Regions from separate parts of the Mus musculus genome. Here region 1 is linked to region 2. Evidence: chromatin contacts called from public HiChIP or PLAC-seq data. All regions are on one chromosome and are shown on one strand. Each heading gives the region's core, a stretch centred on a gene start, on an enhancer-like site or on the middle of the called end of the contact. The rest is flanking DNA. Distances are from core to core; before and after follow the strand shown.

What was found. HiChIP or PLAC-seq counts read pairs in DNA pulled down with a chosen protein or histone mark.
Region 1: a contact with region 2 is called in an H3K4me3 HiChIP or PLAC-seq map of bone marrow-derived macrophages, with 4 times the contacts expected there. The contact joins two enhancer-like sites. A contact is called at or near these places in 3 of 15 datasets of contacts at CTCF or cohesin (CD8 T cells, large pre-B cells and pro-B cells), 4 of 484 Hi-C or Micro-C datasets (bone marrow-derived macrophages, female germline stem cells, nephron progenitors and 1 more), 8 of 115 datasets of contacts at active chromatin or transcription factors (the 230-238 cell line, CD8 T cells, the HPC-7 cell line and 5 more) and 1 of 9 other capture datasets (embryonic stem cells).

The regions. Positions count from the first base shown.
Region 1 is chr16:55,861,609-55,868,041 of GRCm38.p6, forward strand. It overlaps Nxpe3 (neurexophilin and PC-esterase domain family, member 3), which reads right to left. Exons shown (of 6, transcript NM_001134457.1): 3 at 4,188-4,942. Among named protein-coding and RNA genes, the nearest start is that of Nxpe3, 30 kb to the right of the region's middle. Within about 2 kb of position 1,778, at least 9 of the 459 cell types and tissues checked have an H3K27ac peak or open chromatin away from gene starts, as enhancers often do. A contact at or near this core is called in bone marrow-derived macrophages, where this site is marked.
Region 2 is chr16:55,553,453-55,560,022 of GRCm38.p6, forward strand. All of the region lies in intron 1 of Gm45968 (a long non-coding RNA gene), which reads right to left. Among named protein-coding and RNA genes, the nearest start is that of Gm45968, 26 kb to the right of the region's middle. Within about 2 kb of position 1,924, at least 143 of the 459 cell types and tissues checked have an H3K27ac peak or open chromatin away from gene starts, as enhancers often do. A contact at or near this core is called in bone marrow-derived macrophages, where this site is marked.

The DNA of each region.
Region 1 (6,433 bases), core at 528-3,027, 310 kb after region 2:
ACATTCTACACAGTATCAGTATTGAAATTGTCCATATCATAAAAAGCAAAAGAGATGAAGAATCTTCCTAGATTTAAAAGGTAACCAAGTATTGCTGTGGTTGGAATAGGAATGCCCCCTCCACCCCCCATAGACTCATGTGTTTCAATGCCTGGCCCACAGAAAGTGGTACTATTAGAAGGCTCATGTGTTTCAATGCCTGGCCCACAGAAAGTGGTACTATTAGAAGGTGTGGCTGTTTTGGAGTAGGTGTGGCTTCCTTGTAAGTTGTTATAGTAAGTGAGGTCTCTCAGGCCCAAGCTACCCAGGGCAATACGCAGTCTCCTGGGCCTGTTGTTCAAGATGTAGAACTCTCAGCTCCTTTTCCTGTATCACATCTGCCATGCTCCCTGCCTGCCATGATGATAATGGACTAAACCTCTGAAACTGTAAGCCAGCCCCAATTAAATATTTTCCTTATAGGAATTACTGTGGTCGAAGTGGAGGCTCACAGTCAGCTATTGGATGGAACACAGGGCCCCCAATGGAGGAGGTAGAGAAAGTACCCAAGGAGCTAAAGGGATCTGCAACCCTATAGGTGGAACAACAATATGAACTAACCAGTACCCCCCAGGAGCTCGTGTCTCTAGCTGCATATATATCAGAAGATGGCCTAGTCGGCCATCAGTGGAAAGAGTGCCCCATTGGTCATGCAAACTTTATATGCCTCAGTACAGGGGACCGCCAGGGCCAAGAAGTGGGAGTGGGGTGGGGGGAGCGTGGGGGGGACTTTTGGGATAGCATTGGAAATGTAAATGAAGAAAATACCTAATAAAAATAATAAAAAATTTTTAAAAAGAATTACTGTGGTCATGGACTCTCTTCATGGGAATAAAATCCTAAAAGACAGTATAGAATATGATCCCTTTGTAAATATTTTAAAACCTAAACAAGGCTTTGAGCCCAGGACAAAAGATGAACGTGAATACAAACACACTCAGGGCACTTAAGGTAGCTCAAAACAATATGCCCAAAGACCTTTAAGATTGGTTCTTTTTCTTAGATACCTTCCTACAAAGGTCTACTACTTTAACAGTGTGAACGGCTATGAAATGAAAATTAATCACTGGGTTTCCATAAAATGGAAGCTACCTCAAATACTTTCTCAAGCAAACATCCCAGGTAGAGAGTTTTATAATGATCCTACCACAACCTACAATGTGCTATTAGCCCACTGCTCCCGGGACTGCATATAAGGATGGGCATTATTTTTTCTTTCTGTAGCAACAGGTTTTTCCGATCACTCTTGTCTCTGATAGTGGGATTTGGTGTTAGGGATATCTCTGAATGTTTCACTATTCAATTCTCTCTCTCTATCCCTTTTATCCCACTACCTCCCACATGGAGCTTGGTCAAATTATAATGCTTTCCTTTGCTCCCTTCTTTCCTCTCCCTCCTCCTCCTGCTCCTCCTCCTCCTCCTTCTTCACGGGAGCTGCATCAGATAGACTGACAGACACAACTCCAGAGAGGGCCAACTGGATAATCTTCACGTGTAAGTTCATAGAAACGAAACAATCTGCTCTTACTCACTAAAAATAGCAATCTTTGCATCTAGATGCAAGATTTAAAATATGTAAATACAGTACACATAAATTTTAAAAATAAATTTAATTTAAATAATTAAAAGAAATAAAACTAAAACCCTTGGAGCTTGGCAAGACTGCACACCTGTAACATTGATCATTTACTAGGCTGGGTTGGCAAGATGGGCTTTCTGCCAGTCTCTATTTATATAGTGAGACTCGGTCTTAAAAATAAATAAATAAAGTAAATATAAATAAAAGTTTAGATTTGTGTGTGTGGTGTTGTTGTTGTTGTTGTTGTTTTTCCTTTAGTTTCATTTTCAGTTTTTATTCAGCAATACAAAATACTGGCCTTCTAGAGAACGATCCAGTAAATACATTGAATGTGCTCCCTCTGCTGGCCCGATGAATAAATGCATGGGGCGAGTTCACTGGCATAGTGACACCTTGTGGTAGAATGACGGGGCCACAAGCTAACTTGTGGAAAAAAGAAAATCAGTTTGAAAAATTTGAGACGCTCCTATACTGCTTCAACATGATATTTCTCCTACCAAAATGAGTGACCATAAAATGTTAACACTTCAGGATTTCTAATTTAACTCAACAAAAATGGCTCTCTACCACAGTCTTACAAGTAAGCATTTCATATGGAAATAAAAATATTTATAGGGGAAGATCCAGAAGGGGGTGAGGAAGAAGAAAGAATATATCAACAAAACATTTTGGATTGAAAAATTTAGATTTTCAATTTAAAAAAGAAAATATTTACAAAGGCTGCAGGGATGGCTCCGTGGTTAAGGACACTTGTTGCTGTTACAGAGGACCTGGTTTGATACCCAGCATCCACAGGGTAGTTCACAACCATCCGTGAGCCTCTCCACGGATCTCATGCCCTCTTCTGACCTTTGTGAGCACCAGGCATGTACATGGAACACATGCATACATGCAGGCAAAACGTCCTACACAAAAAAAACAGGTCCCTAAAAACATTTTATATATTCTTTCTAAATAATTGTGCTTTTTGACCAGGTAGTTTTATGTCATTTCTTCTTTGATTTTTTTTTTTTTTTTGGTCACTTAGTAATTATAAACACTTATAAGACACAATAAGAAATTGGCTAATCATCGCAAATTTACCACTTGCTCATGATGGAAACATTCAAAATTCACCCTACTTATTTTTTTTTTACGTATTCAATTAGCTATTGTAAGCCCTAGTTCTCTTGCTACAACAGAACAGAAGCAATAACTTCTTCTATCCAACTTCTTCTATCCCCACTTTCTTATCCCTAAAGTGAAGAAAACACAGATTTCAACTCAGACGGAGTCTATGCTTTCATTCTGCCCATTACCCATATGCAGACATTGTGCTGGAAATGATCTATGTTCATGTTCAACACAGATATCTCGGCAAGAATCCTGTAACCCTTTCAACAGCCGTTAAATAGGAGGTTCGCTTGGTTCTCATGCTTGGTCAGTTAACAGTATACTGTCAAACCCATAGTCTTACTATACATAAACATTTTTAGTATTTAAAAGCTGATATCTCTCTCTCTCTCTCTCTCTCTCTCTCTCTCTCTCTCTCTCTCCAAAATTTTAGCATCACACAATCCTCAGGCACCAGTGACAGGACTTCAAAGACCTCATTTCTGGAGTCGGGGGGCGGGCGTTGGATACACAGACGCCATAGCGGGGGCGAGGATGATGGGATCCGAGAACTACTTTTTGAGAGTTGGTCTTTGCCTTGGGGCCTCTCTTGTTTCGGCTATCCGCATTCTCCGGGCCGGCTGGTCTGTAAGCTTCTAGATCCTTCTCAGCTTTCTGCCTCCCATCTTGCCACAGGAGTACTGGGCATATGGACGTGTGCTGCGGCAGGCTTTTTACATGGATGCAAAGGATTAAACTCGGCTGTCAGACTTGCACAGCCAGCGTATACTGAGCCATCTCCTGCTACTCTAGGACCTTTTTTTTTTTAACCGTTTGTGTGCATAAATAGTCTCGCTTATGCAGCAATAAACATGGTAGCATCTCTAACATAAAACATAGCTGATGGCTCCCAATGGAGGAGCTAGAGAAAGAACCCAAGGAGCTAAAGGGATCTGCAACCCTATAGGTGGAACAACATTATGAACTAACCAGTACCCCGGAGCTCTTGACTCTAGCTGCATATGTATCAAAAGATGGCCTAGTCAGCCATCACTGGAAAGAGAGGCCCATTGGAAACGCAAACTTTGTATGCCCCAGTACAGGGGAACGCCAGGGCCAAAAAGGGGGAGTGGGTGGGTAGGGGAGTGGGGGTGGGTGGGTATGGGGGACTTTTGGTATAGCATTGGAAATGTAAATGAGCTAAATACCTAATAAAAAATGGAAAAAAAAAAACATAGCTGAATAAGAACCAAAAAAAAAAAAAAAAAGGGTAAAAAGGTCTTTTAATTAAGTTGAACAAGCACCAATTTTCACTTTTAAAACAGTAAGCAAAAGTACAAACCTGCTTGTTGTCTTACTCAACACCTCTTCTGAACGGGGCCAAGGTTCAAACAGACAAGAAATGAATACTTACAGGAGGTTCCTAAATGTGGCTGAGACAGTGGGGAGGATCATTACCCGCCAGAAGGCCTCGTACCTCTGAAAGAGAGCACTTTCGGCAGCTGTGAGAAGGCCCTTCGTGTATCCGCCCTTGAAGTGGTTGATTCTGCTGCTGCAGGGGAGTTTCTTTGGTTTGAAGCAGAACCAGGGCTCTCCGGTGGACAGATCCGTAAAGTTGCACAAGGGAAGACTTCCAGGAAGACACACATTGCACTTCATTGTTTCAGAAATCCTTCCCGATCGGAAGAGACTCTTGAAATAGACCCTGTCTGGTTTCTCTTCCTGCAGGCGCTGAAGGACTCTGATCCCTTCACTGGGGTGAACCAGAGATACGGACACTCTGACTCTGCCTGGCCAGAGCAAAGTAAAAAACACCTTGTAAAATCCATTCTGGTAGTCTACCACGCGGCCCACGGCGCCGGCCTGCAGCTTAGGCGAGTGTATTCTGGCCTGCAGGTAATCTCCGCCATACTTCTTGGGCTTCCCTCGAAAATCCTGCACATGAACCAGCACCTCCAGCCGGCTCCCCACCCTGAAGAAGGTTGCAGAGTTCAAGATGACGAAGTAGCTGGAGGAAGGGTCCGTGCTCCTCACAAATGGGACCAGATCCACGTCAGGCACCTTCCACTTGGAGGCAGCAAGCAAGGCATCCTCCTCTAAGCGTTCCTGACTAGACAGGGTCTGGTGCTCATAGCCGCAGTACGCATTCCGACTGAAGCCTGTAGCCTGCGAGGAAACATACTGTCCGCTGCTGTCGATGAACGTCTCTGACAGCGTCTCATGGTCCAAGTACTAAAGAGAAAGACAACAGAAAGCACTACTACAATGCTACAATATTAGGCAAACGCATCTCTGCTTCAGGTTAAATTTGTATAAAATCAACCAATTAGACACTGCTTCAACAACCACAGCCTGCAAGTTTCACAGTGATTGTAACAAAATAAGATTAACGACAATTCATAGAATGGTCTCTATAGTTTCAGAAATATTACCTGTAGTAGCTGTATGTGGGTTCCTACTGTAAATTATCAGAGAAAAACTTCCTTGAGCTTCTACCATGGAATGGAGAAAAGAACTTTTTTTTTTTTTTTTTTTTTTTTTGGTTTTTTCGAGACAGGGTTTCTCTGTATAGCCCTGGCTGTCCTGGCTGTCCTCGAACTCAGAAATCCGCCTGCCTCTGCCTCCCAAGTGCTGAGATTAAAGGCGTGTGCCACCATGCCCAGCAAGAACCATTATTTTTTTTTTAATAATGTAGGTTTGTATTAATCAGATAAGAAATGAGTTTTCCAAACCCTAAACCTACCTGGGAAAGGTAAAACCTCTACCTCCAGCCTGTCCCAGGGATGAGAACCAACAAGCACTAAAGAAGCCCACACCAGGGGCAACGTGCTCACCAAAGGACTCAGCTAAATGCAGACTAGCTATGCTCCTCCCCACACACGCTACCAACTGTCCTGCAAGCCCTCAGAGCACGGCTCCTGTCACCAAGCTCATCATGTCTACAATTCAAGGACAAATTGCAAGACAAATTACATTTTTTTAGAATTACAAAAAAAAAATAAAAATCAGAATTTGAAGAGCGGCAACCTCAGATCCAACGGGAATGCTAGACTTCTCAGCCTGGAGCTTTTTAAAGCAACGGTGAATGCATAGTGCTCGCCTCGAATGCACAAGGCCCTCACTACGATGCTTAGCAACACAAAAGCCCAAAACAATAAAATAAAAATTTTAATTAAGCAACTAAGTCTCAGGCCAATGCCTCGGTTGGCCACACTGACCCATGGATACACATGCAGTGGCTCCTGAGGCTTTGCGAGGCTCTGGGGACCTGCAGCAATGGGTAAAATGTGTCACGTCGGCATCTCAGGCTCTGACCACAGAGGCCTGCAGCTGCTGTAAAATGGGATTACAAAAGTGGATGGTGCTCCCTGCTGCTCCCTCCAGATGCCCAAGGCTCTGCTTCTGCACAGAGGCAAGCAAGGCTCCGGGTAAGATCGGAAGTCAACGGTAGACAATGGGACTGGTGTGAATGTAGAAGAAGCTTGTGAGAGCTACACATTAGGGCAATCCATGATAGTGGGGTTGAGGGTCAAGGTGCTTGCCACCAAGCCTGATGAAGTGAGCTCAATCCTCAGAACCTACATGGTGGAAGAAGAAACCCACTTCCTGCAAGCTGTGCACGGTGGCCAGCACACTCACACGAATATACAAAATAAAGAAATGAACTTTTTAAAAACGGGGTGCTAATCATATAATAATATCCAGGACGCTAAAGGTAGTACT
Region 2 (6,570 bases), core at 674-3,173:
GAAAGCACAAGGCTCCACTCATGGTCACACAGATCAATAATCTCAGTGGGCCTCAAACTAAAACAGAAAAATACATGGATGTGGGAAAGAGGAGAGCGTTAATAAGAGTGACAGAGATGAGAGAGGATGGGGTTACATTAATCAGAATTCATCAGACTCATGTATGAAACACACCAAAACTATGTTTCAATAAAAAGTCTGAGGGGTTATCTGTCAGCAACTGGAATCAAAGACCAAATATTACAAGACTCTCTTGGTACCCTAATCTATACGAATCTGTGAAATACTGGCACACACAATGCGGGGAGCAACCACCCAATCTCTGGTTGGATTTAAGAGACACTCCATAAGATGGAACCCATTCCTGACACCGCTCAGGTGGCCAAGAACCTGAGACCAGATAGGTCAGGGACCCTGAAGAAAACCACATTCTATTGTTCTGCTAAAGGAACATAATGACAATAGTAGCAATAAAATGGCTGTTAATAACATCCTGCTGTGCTCATAAATCACAGTGTTCTGCTCAGCCATCACCAGCAAAGCGTCCTCATGCAGTAGATGGGAACACATGCAGAGGCTCACAGGCAGGCCATGTGCACAGTGTGAGAGAGCTCGGAACGTTCAGTACTAAACAGGATGTTTCATCAAATCCCTCCCCTCAGGGCTCAGGAAATTGTGTGAAAGAGGCCAGAGGGAATAGATGACCCTAAGAAAACCAGATACAGCGGGACTGGTGCACTTAGGAACTCAGAGAGACCTGTAGCAACACACATACACACACAGGGCCTGCATATGCCCAAACAAGATGGGGTCTCAGTACTGAGAGGTGAATGTGACCATAAGCTTTCATCCCCAAACAAGAACCAATCTCCAACTGACAGCTGCTCACAAAGGAAAAGTTACTTTCTCCAAGGGAGTATTTGCTGCGTGTTGCTCAACCCACACTTAAAGGCAAGCCCCATGCTCAGCTGTAGATGGCCATCATAAACTAAACTCATTTTATTTTCTCTTACTGCTTTATTTGGGCTTTTGTTTTTGTCTACCTTACTGGTCTTTTGTTTGTATATTATTGTTTCTGGTCTCATGGGGTTTGTGGGTTTTATGTGTGTGTGTGTGTGTGTGTGTGTGTGTGTGTGTGTGTGTGTGTGTGTGTGTGTATGTATGTTTCTTGTGTCTTTTCTTTCTTTTTGTTTATTTCGTATTATTCTTTTCCCCTTTGTCCATTTGTCTTCTAGAGAGAAAGAGAGATAGAGAGAGACAGAGACACACAGAGAAAGAGAGAGAGAGAGAAAGAGAGAGAGAGAGAGAGATAAAGAGAAGGCATGGATTTTGAAGTACGTGAAGTGAGGAAGATCTGGAAAAAAGATGTGCAGGGGAAGCTGTGATCAGAATATATTTCAAGGAAAAATATTTTCAGTTAAGAATATATTAAAAATCCACAGTTATACCAGGAAATAAGCATATATATATATATATATATATATATATATATATATATATTCACAAAAAGTATCATTCATCAGCCTATAGACAAATTCAGAAAAGCTACTGAAATTCAAATAAATGAAATAATTAGTAGTGTTTCAATTTTAAGGTAAACATATTAACTTTTATCATTCTTGCATTGTTAGGTGCTATCGGGGTTGAGGGAGTTGAATCAAGGATAGAGAGGAAATTAATGCACTACTTTTTAAACCCTTCCGTACATTTAGAATGGTCTCAAAATGAAGTTTTGGGCATGATAATCACATCTTGGAACTGCTAGGACAGGAAGAATAAAATACTGACTACAATTAGCTCACACCAGCCATTGGAAAAATGTCTGCAGAGAGAGGCAGACGTGATCTCACACCCAGAGACCCTAAAGGGAAGGTGACTCAAGGGGGAACAGTGGACAGCTATGGAAGCAGCACACCATCTGAGGGCAGTGACTCAACTTCCGGTGAGTCACCTTCCGGCCCCTTCCTACCCCACAGCCGTCAGTTATACAGTCTTATCGGTCTGAAATGTGGGCTCTGCTTCTCTGCAGCACCCTGGCTCCTGTTCATCCACTTGATGAATCGTTTCTCCTGCAGGAGCCTTCTGGGGTCTAACATGTCTGAAACAGATCATTTTCTTAAAGAAGGATTCCAGTCCTTTACCTCCTCTCTTCCAGAACCTTCCACCTTGTTTTACTTAGACTACATCAAAATTCCTTAGGGTAGCATGCAAGATACCTTACTGATACTGAGCCACTCCTTAGCGCCAGCCTTATCGCATCTCACGTCTCTAAACAGCCAGATTCCTGCCTCAGCTTCCGGAACTCTCATGAATTCCAGAGCAGATCTTCTCCTGACCTCTGTCCCACCAAGTCATTCTACCACATTAGCACCTTTCTCTGCAATGCAAACTCCATATTTTCTGTTTTTAACAGACTTCCCTGGTTGTTCCAGAGAATTCCTACTCCTACTCTGTCCGTCAGGGTCTGCAAGGATAATTAGCACTCTCCCTCCGTATATTCCTCTGCACATGGCTTTTGGAACATAAGTCATGAGACCCATTCTCTTGATAGTGTGTAAATCCTTTAATGGCAAAAGTGGTATTTAATTCATCTGAGAATTCTCAGCCCCGGCTCTAGACCTGGCTCTTAGGGGTCAGCCACCACTCGTGGTAAGTTTGAAGTCAATGAAAACGTACTCAGATGTGATGTTTCCCAGAGCTGCAAAAGGAGCCATTGTGAAAGAAGACACACGGCCACGCATGTTCCTATTGAATTCAACTTTTCAAATTGCACAAAATACTGGAGAGGAAAAAAAAGCCAGTGATTCTAGGTAAACACTCGGGAGTACCAGTGCCCAGGCTGGCAATTCAAATGCTTACAGAGAAGCCGAAGCAGCTCCAAACAAAGGTTGCTATTAGCAACAGAAAATGCAGCTAGCAACATCAGCTTCAGGAAGAAAAAGTAGGCAAAGATCGGGCTCTAAGAAAGATGGCCATAATGCCAAGGATGAAATATGCAGTACAAAATTGTCTAGCATTCATTTTGCTTTATATTTTTTCCATCAAGGAAAAGAATGTTCACAATATAAGATTCAGATAAACATTGTTAGAGAAAATGAAACCAGTTTGCTTTGAAAAGAAAAAAATTATGTCACCAGTTTCGATTATCCCGGGGTATGAAAATAACTTGATATAAACTGCTTACAAGAAATTACTGTCATCCATGGATCACAGATTATAAAGGATGAAATTGTAGAGAAGTCTGGAGATTAAAAACTTTCCATTAAAAAACAGAAACAAACAACAACAACAAACCCAGACTGAGCTGTTATTAGGAGAGCAACCCTGGGCATCTGGGAATGGTAAGTCTCTTAAACTAATATTGAACTCCCACTAGACTACATGAGTAATCTTATTCTTTAAAATTGTCACACCACAAGAACACGGTCCACAGAATCAACTAACCAGGGCACATAAGAGCTCACAGAGAATGAACTAACCTATATAGGTCTGACCTAGGTCCTCTGCATGTATGTTATGGTTGTGTAGCTTGGTGTTCTAGTGGGACTCCTAACAGTGGGAGCAGGGCTCTCTCTGACTCTTTTGCCTGCTTTTGGGAACCTTTTCCACTGGGTTGCCTTGTACAGTCTTAATATGAGAGCTTGTGTCTAGTCTTATAACTTGTGTTGTGACTGGGTGATATCCCAGAGAGGCCTGCTCTTTTCCGAAGGGAAATGAAGGAGTGAATCTTGGGGAGAGGGAAGAATGTGGGGAGGGACTAGAAGGAAAGAAGGCAGGGGAAACTGTGGTCAAGATGTAATATATAAGAAAAGAATAAGATAAAAAAAGAATAATAAAGAAAAAGTGTTGTCATATACTGTAAATCTTCATTGCCCAATATAGCAGCCACTATTGACACCTCATTATTCAAAATTATATGATTTATTTTTATTTTAAAACCATTATTGAGTTGTACCAGGCTTATTTTCACCACTCATTACACACACACACACACACACACACACACACACACACACCCTCTACTGTTTATGATAGTGAATAGTTCAGAAAACAGACCATTTTCATCATTATAAAAAGTTCCATATATCAATGTTGTTAAATAAAAAGTAATCATTAGAAACCAATAAAATTCACTGAGATTATTATATAAAACTAATAAAACTTCTATCCACTGGAAAGGCTAGTATATCTTTATGGATAGGAAAATTTTTGGTATAGACTTTAGCAAAATATCCAACAGCTGTTTCATGAATTTCTTATCAAAATGAAGAAAAGTGAGCAGACTATACTATGTAACTGTATAAACAATTATCTAAGTGGTATTGACTGGTGGAAACACATATTTGGAATCAGTAATCTACAGACTAGTAAACTAACTCCAAAATTTTTTTCACCGACCTTCTCCTCAGTAGTTTTTTATCACTAATATACCTGCTAAATAAAAGAAAGAGTTGCTGAGTTTCTAAATAATTAAGTGTGAGATTATTTTCTAGCTCTCTGAAAGTCAGTTTGGTAAGATACATAAAAAAACCTTTTATAATGCTATTCTATGGTTCACAGTTCTTCTTTCTCTGTGGAAAAAAATCACGAATGTTTACAAGGACTTAGTGATATGCATGCAGAGACAATATTTTGTGTATTGCATGGATGCATCACCAAATTATTTAGAGAAATGTGAATTTCATGCAGTAGAATTGAATCAGCCACACTTGCATGGATCCTGACTGTACTCCTAAAGACAAAAGCAATGTTATTTAAATACATAAAACTCTGTGTGTGTGTGTGTGTGTGTGTGTGTGTGTGTGTGTGTGCTTTAAAAAAATTCCTTACTTGCCACTATAAGTAAAGACTAACAGAAAAAAAAAGTGAGATTCTGTCATTTACAGCAAAACCGATGATGGAGCACATTCTACTAAATAAAATAAGCCAGACTTAGGAGGAAAAGTACTGCATATTTCCTGTCTAGTAGAAAGCAAAACAAAAACAACCTGAATATTAACTAGTAATGACTGGATTCTGAGAAGGGACAGCAAGCGAATGAGAGGCCAGATAAGTGTCAGTGTGCAGATGGAGGAATGGCTTTCGCATCCCACAGCACAGTGTGATGACTGAGCCCTCAACAAACTATTATGTATTTTGTGATGATCCAAAAGAGAGGAGTTGTAGGCTTCAGGCACAAGGAAATAATAAGAAAAAAAAAACAGTTAATTACCTGAATTTGGTCACTGCAGACTGTGTATATATATTGAAATGCCACAATGAATCCTATTAAAATGTACAACAAGCATACAGATTATCATAATAAAATTAATCTTGAAAAGTAAACACTGAGAGAATAGCTGGAAAAAGAAAAAAAGGAAAGGATGCCAGAGTCCTTGGAGCTGGAGTTACAGCTATTGTGAGCTGTTGGATGTGGGTGCTGCAAACCTAGCCTGGGTCCTCTGCACAATCAGTAAGTGCTGTTAAATACTGAACCATCCATTTCTCCCACCCCTTTCATTGATTTCTTTTAAAAAAGGAAGGAAGGAAGGAAGGAAGGAAGGAAGGAAGGAAGGAAGGAAGGAAGGAAGGAAGGAAAGAAGGGAGGGAGGGAGGGAGGGAGGGAAGGAGGAAGGGAAGAAGGGAAAGAGAGTGAGAGAGAGAACAAAAAAGACGATTATGTTTTTAGAACACAGCTTAGAAATAAATATTAAACAGAGAAATGTCATAGTCATGAAGTGCTTCAAAATTTGCATCCAGACTCAGCACTTCCCAAACAAGGCAAAGGCACATTGTTCTCACAATGCTTTCAGGGACAAGTTAAAGAAAGAATTATTCAGTACGTGTCCAAAGTGAGTGCTCTACAGGGGAGAGTCACAGAGGAGTAAATCTCAGCGTTCCTGTGAAGCTAGTCACTTCACAGCACTCTATGGGACTGCAGACCCAGCCCTGTCACAGCACCAAAATAGTGACCTGTGCTGGAAGGAAAATAGAGTAATTCCCGATACTAAGAGGATCCAAGGTTTCAATCTTAGGTGTAAGGAAAGATAGACATGATCAAAGTACAGCATATGCATCTACAGAAAAGTTGCCATGAAACCAACAGCACCTGCAATTTATGTTCCAATAATTTCAATTTGAAAGATGAGCACCCACCGTTTCTAGCTAGAACCTGATTCACAGCTCCTAGCATAAGGGAGCCAATTTGAGGGGAAAGTATCCCAACCCAAAAGAGTGTCTGAAAAGATGCTCTGCTTTCAGAAGGTTCTGTTCATTTCACACACAGCTGTGAGTATACCTATTGATTAAATCCATTTACAGCATCCTAAAGCAATTCGAAGCATGAAATAATCTGAACACACTAAAACACAAGATTCCTGGGCTAACGAGATATCTCAGAAGGTAAAGGCACTTGTTATCAAGGTTGACGATCTAAAGTCAGTCTCCAGAACCCACCTGATGGAAGGAGAGAACCAATCCCTGCAGCTATCCTCTGGCTTCTCAATGTGTGCTATAGTATGTGCTCATGCATATACACATACACAATTCATACTCACACATACACTGACATTCACATACACACATTTACAT